Regions from separate parts of the Rattus norvegicus genome. Here region 2 is linked to region 1. The links are chromatin contacts, called in public Hi-C maps. All regions are on one chromosome and are shown on one strand. The core of a region is the stretch at or near the end of the contact, and the rest is flanking DNA. Distances in the headings are between cores, read along the strand shown. Region 1 overlaps Sulf2 (sulfatase 2). Region 2 has its middle 210 kb from the start of Rnu6-760.

Evidence for each region. Hi-C and Micro-C count contacts between places; a contact is called where the count stands out from the background.
Region 2: a contact with region 1 is called in a Hi-C map of frontal cortex, with 2.3 times the contacts expected there. The contact joins two enhancer-like sites. A contact is called at or near these places in 2 of 12 Hi-C or Micro-C datasets (the A7r5 cell line and frontal cortex).

The regions. Positions count from the first base shown.
Region 1 is chr3:175,250,822-175,255,550 of GRCr8, reverse strand. It overlaps Sulf2 (sulfatase 2), which reads left to right. Exons shown (of 21, transcript NM_001034927.1): 7 at 1,379-1,554; 8 at 2,712-2,840; 9 at 3,743-3,799; 10 at 4,200-4,329. Among named protein-coding and RNA genes, the nearest start is that of Sulf2, 70 kb to the left of the region's middle. Within about 2 kb of position 2,195, at least 3 of the 93 cell types and tissues checked have an H3K27ac peak or open chromatin away from gene starts, as enhancers often do.
Region 2 is chr3:175,647,043-175,651,771 of GRCr8, reverse strand. No RefSeq gene overlaps it. Among named protein-coding and RNA genes, the nearest start is that of Rnu6-760, 210 kb to the left of the region's middle. Within about 2 kb of position 2,306, at least 37 of the 93 cell types and tissues checked have an H3K27ac peak or open chromatin away from gene starts, as enhancers often do.

The DNA.
Region 1 (4,729 bases), core at 946-3,445:
TAGCCTCTGACCCATGGGGAGTCTCTTGTCTCAGCCTCCTGAGTTCTGGAATTACATATAAAAACCACTATTTGCTTGGCTGCTTTTGTTTCTTAAAAAAAAAAAAAAAAGCAAATCAAACAAACAACGACAATAACAAAAACCCACTTAAAATTACAGTAGCTTTACTGAGCTGTGACTCATGCCCTCAGATAAAGTATAGGACGCAATGGGTGTTCGTTTTGTTTTTAAGACAGAGTCTCCTGTAGCCCACATTGGTCTAGCACTCACCATGTCACTGAGGATGACCTGGAATTCCTGATCCTCCTGCCTCCACTTCCCACATTCTAAGATGACAGGGAGTGCCACGTGGTTTATGCGCTGCTGAGGATTGAACTCAGGGCCTCGTCCACACTGGGCAAGCGCTCTAACCAGCTAAGTAAGCCACGTGCACAGCACTCGCTGACATCAGCTAAACCTCGTGCACAGCGCTCACTGACATCAGCTTGGCCACGTGCACGGCGCCATGTGCATTCACATGGAGTTGTACAACCATTACTCCTGTCAGGTTTGAACATCTTCATCACCCCCTTCCCCCCGCGGGAAAATCACCTTCCCTTAACCGTCACCCCAGTCTCTGCAGGTACTAAGCCCTTCCTGATAATCTGGGCATTCCGTTACACATGGATCATAAAAATATGGCCTTTGGGGACTGGCTTTTTCCATCAGAACACAGTTTTCAAGGCTCACCCATAGTGAAGCCTGTGCCGGAATCCCCAGGACCCACGGGCGCGGGAAATCTGACTCCCAAAAGTTGTCCTTGACTTTCACACACATGACAGAATGTACTCATACACACACCTCAGATATTAAGGAATTATATTCCACTGTGTGGGCTAACAGCTTACTCAAAAGGGATCCATAGCTATCTAAATTTAGATCAAAATGATATAAAATTCAAAGTCCATTCCTTGGCCACGCTAGACACAGTTCGTGTGCTCCATAGCCACGCCGGCCAGTTGCAGACCCTCATGCAGGACTCTATTTCAGGGTATAAATGCCTACCCTGGCCACATCCAGCTTCCCTCCTTCATTCATTCATGCATTCATTCATTCATCCAAGGTTATTTATTAAGGGTCAGCGCAAGTGGGACATAGCTACCAGCTGCCAGAGAGAAAACTACCAAGACCCTCACCCCGTGGGAACTTTCCACAACTTAACGAGTGTAAGGAACAGTTGAGGGCAGTGGCCTTATAACCTGTCCAGTCCCAGGGGCCTTGCACAGAAGTGGATTTGCCCCAGGACATGGATGAAATGGGAAATATGCTGAGACCAGAGGTCTCTAGTTCCTTGCCCCTCGCACTAGGCTAGCCACGTCACCTCTGGCCTCTGTTGCAGATCTATGACATGCTAGTGGAGACGGGCGAGCTGGACAATACCTACATCGTGTACACCGCCGACCACGGCTACCACATTGGCCAGTTTGGCCTGGTGAAGGGCAAGTCCATGCCCTATGAGTTTGACATCAGGGTCCCGTTCTATGTGCGGGGCCCCAGCGTGGAAGCTGGCTCTCTGTAAGTTTGTCTCCGGTATCCGTGCCCCAGGTCCCAGGCTCACAGGGAGACCTTGGATTCTGCTTGGTCTGAAGCTCAGCACAGGTCCAAGCCACGCCCTTCAGGGGCACAATTCTAGAACAGTTGAACCAGCCATTGTGTAGCCCAGGGTGGGTTCCAAGGAGTTGTATACCCTTCTTTCTGAGGCAGAAGCCAGGAGCTATGAACTCCCATGAAAACCAGCGAGGTGGGGCTCTGGGCCAGGAAATGCCAGAGCATGGGTGTTACCAGTGCGTAGGAAGATGCTTTGATTTCCACCCGTCTGGGCAGTCGCTGGTCTGGTGGCTGTTGAGGAGGAAATCTCAGAGAGCCATTGTCAGCTGAGCCTGCTCCGGTGGCACCACGGAGCAAGCTTTCTGCCCTCTGCTCTTTCCTCAATGGGCCGAGGCCCTCAGCCATTCTCCTTGGCCTAACCTCTGAGATGGCAACCTGAGGCAGAAGTGCTTGTAGGCGGCAGAGATGAAAGAAAAGCTACCAATCATGGCCGCCATGTCAGGTCCAGTCAGGTATGCACCGAGGGAGGACTGGGGCTTGCACAGAAGCCTTACAGCCCATCTTCAAAGCCAACAAGGGAGAGAGACAGAACGATTCTAGTGAGACAGCTAGCTGAACATCTGTCCACAAAGTGGCTGGAGTGACAACCCATTCCCCATCCACCCTGCTAGTTAGCCAGGTCTTTTCTGGGCCACTCTCACTCACACGAATAGCTACTGAGTGGATCACCCTGATGTGGTCCCAGGAGTGGGGTCCCTAACCATATGGGGCTTGTCACGAGACTCATTGTTAAGAGCTAAAGGCGTCACACAGCTGCCTAGAGGAAGATCATTCTGGGTAGAGTTTAACAGGGTCTTAGAGGCCAGACTGTGCATGCCCAGCCAGCAAGAATCAACAAGAGGGCGGGCATGTACCCTAGAGGCGAAGGAGGTTAGCACTGGCGCAGGTAACTTTGACAGTGTAGCACCGGACGGTACGGCTGGAACTGGGCTCCGTAAGGGTCAGAGGGTCAGGATGGAAGCTTCCTCACTTGCAGATGTCCCTCCCCCTTCACCTCCAGATGCCTCTGTCCCAAGCTAAGCTACCACCCAGGTGGCCAAGTTTCCACTCCCCCTGTCTCCCAGGAACCCCCACATCGTCCTCAACATTGACCTGGCCCCCACCATACTGGATATCGCTGGACTGGACATCCCTGCAGACATGGACGGGAAGTCCATCCTCAAACTACTGGACTCAGAGCGGCCAGTGAACCGGTGAGAAGGGAGCAGGACAGACCCAGGGGAGGAGGCTCTCTAGCCAGGGTGAACTCAACCATGGGTAACTGGGAGGACCACTAGTCTGAGGATCTAGGTGCCCTGCACTAACCCGTGCTTGAACGAAGGGCCAGCCCTCTCTGGGATTCTGTCCTCCCATTTGGAGCTAAGGGCCTTCCAAAGCTAAAATGATGAAAGTCCCAACGTTAACAGTAGCACTGCTGTGTACCAGGGCACTCCAGCAGGTTGGCCCGCAGCGTAACCCAGTAATAGTAACCCAGTAAAAGGAGGGTTGTGTTATTTCAATCCTAGAGAGATAAAATGATAACCAAGAATTCAGACTCTTCGTCCCAATGGTTATGGCTTTTATGGCCCTAGTGATGGGTGGTGTGACTTACCGGGACATGTTCCAGGTGTCCTGGGTGACTGAAGAAGCATCAATGGACAAAAAACAGATAGGAAGGAAGGTGGCTAGAGACGAGGAACCAGAAAGGCAGGAGCGACCTCTTGTGGTCAACCATGAAACTGCCCCTGGATAGCATCTTTCTGTGAGCCTTTCCTCACTTTTCCTCCCAGAGGGCCCAGTTCTGAGACCTACAGGTGGCTGCCCCTGTAAGACAATACATCCTCCAACAAAGGGGGCTGGAAGGACACATGTGCAGAGTGTAGGGGCACTGGACACGTGAGAATCGGGGTACAGACAAATGCCCGTGTAACTAGGTAACGTCAACTACAGAGAGGTATTCAGACCACATCTTGGAGAAGCAGCCCTGCCCCTGGGACATGGAGAACTTTCCAGTGTCACTCAATGACTTCCACCTGCCCCAGGTGGAAGGACCTGTGGACAGGGCTGGGGACACGGGGACCCTGCAGACAGGAAGCTGGACCTGCTTGTTTTCTAGGTTCCACCTGAAAAAGAAGCTGAGGGTCTGGCGAGACTCCTTCCTGGTGGAAAGAGGGTGAGTTGCTGGGCAGGGAGACCCCTGTGAGGAGCGGCCACAGACTCTAGGAGGCGAAATAGTTCTGTGCTGGTGACTGGGTGACTCGGAGGCTTATGCCCAAATCCCCTGTCACGATTGGGTGACTGATGCAGAATTCGAATCTGGAGGCCACATGTCCCCTTTCAACATACTTGGCAGAACCTGTACAATGTCATCACTGTTCATTTAATCCTAACTCAGGCCATCTGGGGCAAACTGGCTCCTGTAGACTTCCCGTTAAAACCCAGGTACTCCTAAGCAGCCAGACGCCCTGTCCTCCACAGTAGGTCTCCACAGAGCTATGTAGGGGCTGCAGCCTAGGCAAAGACAAGTTGCCTCAGCACCCCACCCAGTCCAACCAGCCCCGCATCTCCCTCAGCAAACTGCTCCACAAGAGGGAGGGTGACAAAGTGAACGCCCAGGAGGAGAACTTCCTGCCCAAGTATCAGCGTGTGAAGGACCTGTGTCAAAGGGCTGAGTACCAGACAGCATGCGAGCAGCTAGGGCAGGTGAGGAGATGACTGAATCCTCCGGCCCTCTGGGGTGTGGTTCCCAGGGTTCCATGGGAGGCTCTGGTCCCTGTCTGGGTAGCAGTGTCCTCTGGGTGTGTGACCTTGCACCAGGAGGCAATGGGCGTCACCCTCCTGCTGACTTGTGTGGTATACTCTTGTATTTAAGAGTTTATGGGGCTGGGGATTTAGCTCAGTGGTAGAGCGCTTACCTAGGAAGCGCAAGGCCCTGGGTTCGGTCCCCAGCTCCGAGAAAAAGAACCAAAAAAAAAAAGTTTATATTTATGTTTATATTTAAGCTTTTCATCTATAGGGGAATTAGGAAATAGCTTTCAAGATTTTTTTTTTATTTTAAAGAACATTGATTACAAGAGAGACGCTAAGTAAACGTCTAATCCAG
Region 2 (4,729 bases), core at 1,057-3,556, 400 kb before region 1:
GGATCCCACCTCCTCATGTTTCTGGAACCTTCACAATTAGCCCCACCCACTCGACTTGTGAGCCTGTAGGGGGTGCTCCTAGCAACCACTGCTGTCAATCTCCGTGTTCAGCCTGGCCTCCTCTTGGCTACAGATGAAGCATCATTGAGCCTGAGGCATCTCCAGTCCCCACCAGCCCTAAAGCTAAGGTGTGAGCAGACGACCTCTCAGACCTGAAGAAGATAGGCAGGATGAGCAGCCCGGACAATGGCAGTAGGGGTGTGGAGCGGAGGTCATTGACATGGCAGGGGACCAGGAAGGAGACCAGTGGTGACTCGACCCAAAACAAACCAACTCTGAACCTAAGGGGAATGTGAAATGTTTGTTCTGTAGCCATGTTGAGTGAGCATGGCTAGGGAACCCTGGTTACCTCAGAGTCCACTGTCCAAGGCAGAAGCAGGTTCATGGTTTTACAGCTGTACAGAATGTAGAGAGTCGTAAACCAAGGCAAGGTCAGAGTGCACTGGTGGGTGCATCAGAGAGGCGGATACAGAGACGGGGGCAGGGGGAGCTTTTCTATGGCCTCAGGTGCTGTCTTGGCTTTCGGGTTGGGGGAAGCCAGCGGTCAGCCAATTAAATTGACGCAAAGGTTTTTATCTCCAGTCACAAGTTGTCCGTCCACTTACAGAGATGGACAAGAAATGGCTGTTACAGGTGGCTAGAACTAGCCCAATGTGGCTGCTCTTCAGGAATTCTCATCGGCACGCTCAAGGGACATTTCATCTAGATTCGCTCAAAACCTTGCTAATGGTAATGTCAACAGCCGATGTGTTTTTATAAAACCAAGGGTATGTTTTATAGAGCAAGGTACCTCAGCGGGCCCATGCTGAGGTATCCCCCCACCCAGGGGATGGTTACCAGCCAAAGGAAGGGCCTAGTATAAAATAGAGTTTATTTGAGGGCATGGGAAGGGGAATTTAAAAGGGAGTAGAGGCAGAGAAAGAGAGGGGACAGAGAAGGACAGAGTGAGAGAGACAGACAGACAGAGACAGAGAGAAAGAGAAAGAGAAAGAGAAAGAGAAAGAGAAAGAGAAAGAGAGAAGGGAAGAAGCTGGCCAGGCTGGGAACGTGTGTGTGTGTGTGTGTGTGTGTGTGTGTGTGTGTGTGTGTGTGTGTGTGTGTGTGTGTGTAGGGAGATAATGGGGTCAGGAGAGTGAAGGGAATCAGGCAGTCAGAGAGGCCTTACAGTCCCTTTTATAGTAAGCCAGGCCTACCTGACTGTTGCTAGGTAACTGTTGGGTGGAGCCTAGGAGGAAAGGAACAGCAGCCTTGGCACAAGGCATTTGAGGGACCAACTCAACTCACTAGTTACTAGTCTTGGTCAGGAAGCTGATTCGTTCTTCATGGGCACTTATGCCTGGGCATTTGCACGTGGGAAGAGACATTGTCACATTGCAAATTACCTTGCCTATTTCATTTTTCTTATATTTCTTTCTATGTTAAAGTCTGGATATCAAATAAAAGAACAAAACAAAACCAAACCAAAAGAATCACGTATGGGACCAGAGCAATGACTCAGTGGCTCAGAGTCCTGAGCTGCTCTATCAGAGGACTAGAATTTGGATCCCAGCCCCAACGTGGGGTGGTTCACAAAGCTCTGTAACTGCATCTCCAAGAGATCTGATGCCCCCTACTGACAGACACACAATAAAATAATATAACAAATCTTAAAAAAAAAAGATATAGATTACACTATCTGTGACTTTCATTTTTAAGTCTTGACTACAGTGGAAATGAATTTTGAAATTGTATCTGCAATGTAGATTCAGGACTGTTAGGGCCGAGAGCCGCCCTTCCTAAGGCTGCCTCCCTAAGATGCAGCCTTTCCCCAGGGAGCCTGCGACCTCATTCGAAGGGGCTTTTGAGCTCTTGCTAAATCGAGCCAGGTTTTCTTGGCAAGAGCTCCTTGCTTTTCTTCTTATCTGGCACGTTCTTCTCTGCCAAGACTCCTCTTATGGCCACGGCTGGAGGCTGGTGTAATTTTTATCTTTACATCCTCAGGCTGTCGGAACAGGCCTGGAACTGTCCCCATCAAGTGTGGTGACCTGGCTTCGGTTCGTTACAGATGCTGCTGAGGCTGCTGCCAAATTTAGGCCACTGTCAGTGAGCAAATAATTTGTCCCTCCATAGGAGATAGAGAGACATCAACGTGAAGAAGCAGGACAGAAAGCTTAGTCATGCAGAGGGCATGGAGCACAGAGGGCAGAGGAGTGGCCTCATTTATAGTCTGCAGCAGCCTGGGGCCTGGGGCCTGCAGCCGGGAGCCTGGAGCCTGGAGGTAACTGTGGAAACACTGTCCAGGGCAGCCTGTGCTCGGCACAGCCACAGAGGCTCCAGACAGGAGCAAACAGCACCGGTTCCCAGGACACTGAGAGGCAAGAAGTTAGCCAGAGGCTGACTGATCCTTAGCACACACAGTGTGGGTCATTCCACATGGAATCTGGGAGCTTCAGCTGATGCTCAATACAATGACTGGTTCTCACAGGGGTCCATGGGGGACAGGGGACTTAGCAGCCAGGGGAGGTCTCTTGGATACCAGGAGAGCTGTCACTGTGATTCATGGCTCCTCTGACATCACAGGGCGCTCTTTGTGATGCAAAGTCAAATATTGTCTAGACACACACCAGGCGGCCATGGGGCCTGTTGTAGCTCAGGGAATGGGACAAGGAGGCTGGACAGACAGACAGGAAGGCCAGCAGGCGACAGACAGACAGACAGACAGATACCCCACAGCAAATAAGGAATCGATCAGATAGGATGTTCTTGTAAGACACAGACAGACAGCCCTTTCCAGAAGAGGATCCATTATATAAAGTGTTCTGAAGCCACGTGGAGACAGAAGACTCTAGGCACATACCCAAGGGTTCAAATTATACATGATGGGTATGTTTCCACTTTTCTTCTTTTACTCGGAGAAGAAAAAAACCCAAATAGTCAAGGCTCCACATCGAACCAGAAGAGGGAGGGAAACCCTATTAAAGTCACCTGCACCAGAGTAGCTGAGCCAGCGGCTCCAGGCTGCTGCCTGGGGTAGAAGACTTGATGTCTGTGAGGATCACACTTCCTGCTACTCATTCTGAGTTCTCCAGTGAGGTGGTGGGGGTCTGACAGGGAAGGAGGCGCTCTTGACTGGGCTGGGGTGTCAGGGACTCTCTTTCCATATGCTGCCTCCCTGCTCAGACAGGATTGTTCACTACGGAAGATGCCAGCCTTGGAGCTGCTCCTGGATGTGCAGGCTCTGGGGTCAGGAGACTGTTCCTTTCCCCACACCCTCCAGCCCCCCCACCCCTACCCCATCACTCTACTCCCCTCACCTCCACGCTTTCCCTCTCTCCTCCCTCCCCCACCCCACCCTCAAGTCAAAGACTCCGCGATGTTCTGTCTTGAAATCTCTTTTTACCGAACAAATAATCTATCTCTTTTGGATCCAACCTCACCTAGACTCTCAGGCCAGGAAGAAAATATACATGAATTCGTTGGCAGGGTGTAGCGGGAAGCTGTAGTCCCTGTTCCCCTTGAAAAACTCAAGAGCGCAGATTTTACCACCCTCAATACGGTCCCCATTCTGGGCTTCCTGGCTTGGAATTGTCATTAAAGGCAGCGACATGCCCAGGACTTCCCTGACCCGGACCTCTGAGTCCTTCCATACCCTTAGATCAGTTCTAAGAATTCACACCACAGCCAGATTACACAGTACAGTAATTCCACTTCCGGTAGCAATCTCCACACTAGTTGATTACGTGTTGCTGTAACGAAGACCCGGGACAGAAGTAACACGGGAAGGAAAATTCACTTGGCTTATGGCTTTGTAAGGCCATAGTCCACCCATCGCGACAGCATGGCTAGGGTACAGCGCCTCCATCCACAGCAGTGGGAGCTCCTGGTGCCAGCTGTTCACATGGCGGTGAAACAGGAAGCAGAGAAAGCAGGCCAGAAGTAGGGGTGGAATCGTCTTCAAAGATATAATAGTCTTCTGTTTCCACTACCTATGCCTCCACCTCCTCACATCCTCACAGCTTTCAAAACCAACCAACCAACCAACCAACCAACCAACCAACCAACCAGCCAGCCAGCCAACCAACCAACCAACCAGCCAATCAGCCAACCAACCAACGCTCCACAAACTTGGTCCACAGCACGATTGCTGGAACACTCCAGATTCAAGCACAGTGATCCTTGGGGTTAGGACTTGGTTACAGCTAACCTGTCTTCCCAGCAGCTCTGACAGCACCCCACAGGGTGGCCGCCTAGAGCACAGTGCTGCACAGGGTCGCCGCCTAGAGCACAGTGTGGAGTGTGAGCCAAGGGCCTTAGCACAGCTGTCTGCTGGCACCTGGGGAGGCAGGGATCCCTCTGTCTGGGTGAGTGACATTTTCGTCTCTGAAATGGGGATGATGCCGGCTTTAAATGGCAGGTTTCTCCTGAACACCATGGGATCAGTCCTGGAACAGCGGGCCCTCCGAGAGATGATTCTTTTTTTTTTTTTTAACTTCCCCCTCACACTTGGCGAGGCCAGGCTGGTTCAGTGGTGGGATCAGTTACCTGGCTAAATCAATGTTGTAGGCTCAGAGATAAAGGAACCTTACAGCAAAGGGCTTGGCAGGTACAGGGCACTGTGAGAAAGAAGCCCACATCATTCCAGTTGCTGTCTGTGCCTGGGTGGAAGGCAGGGGAGGGCTAGAGTAGAGCC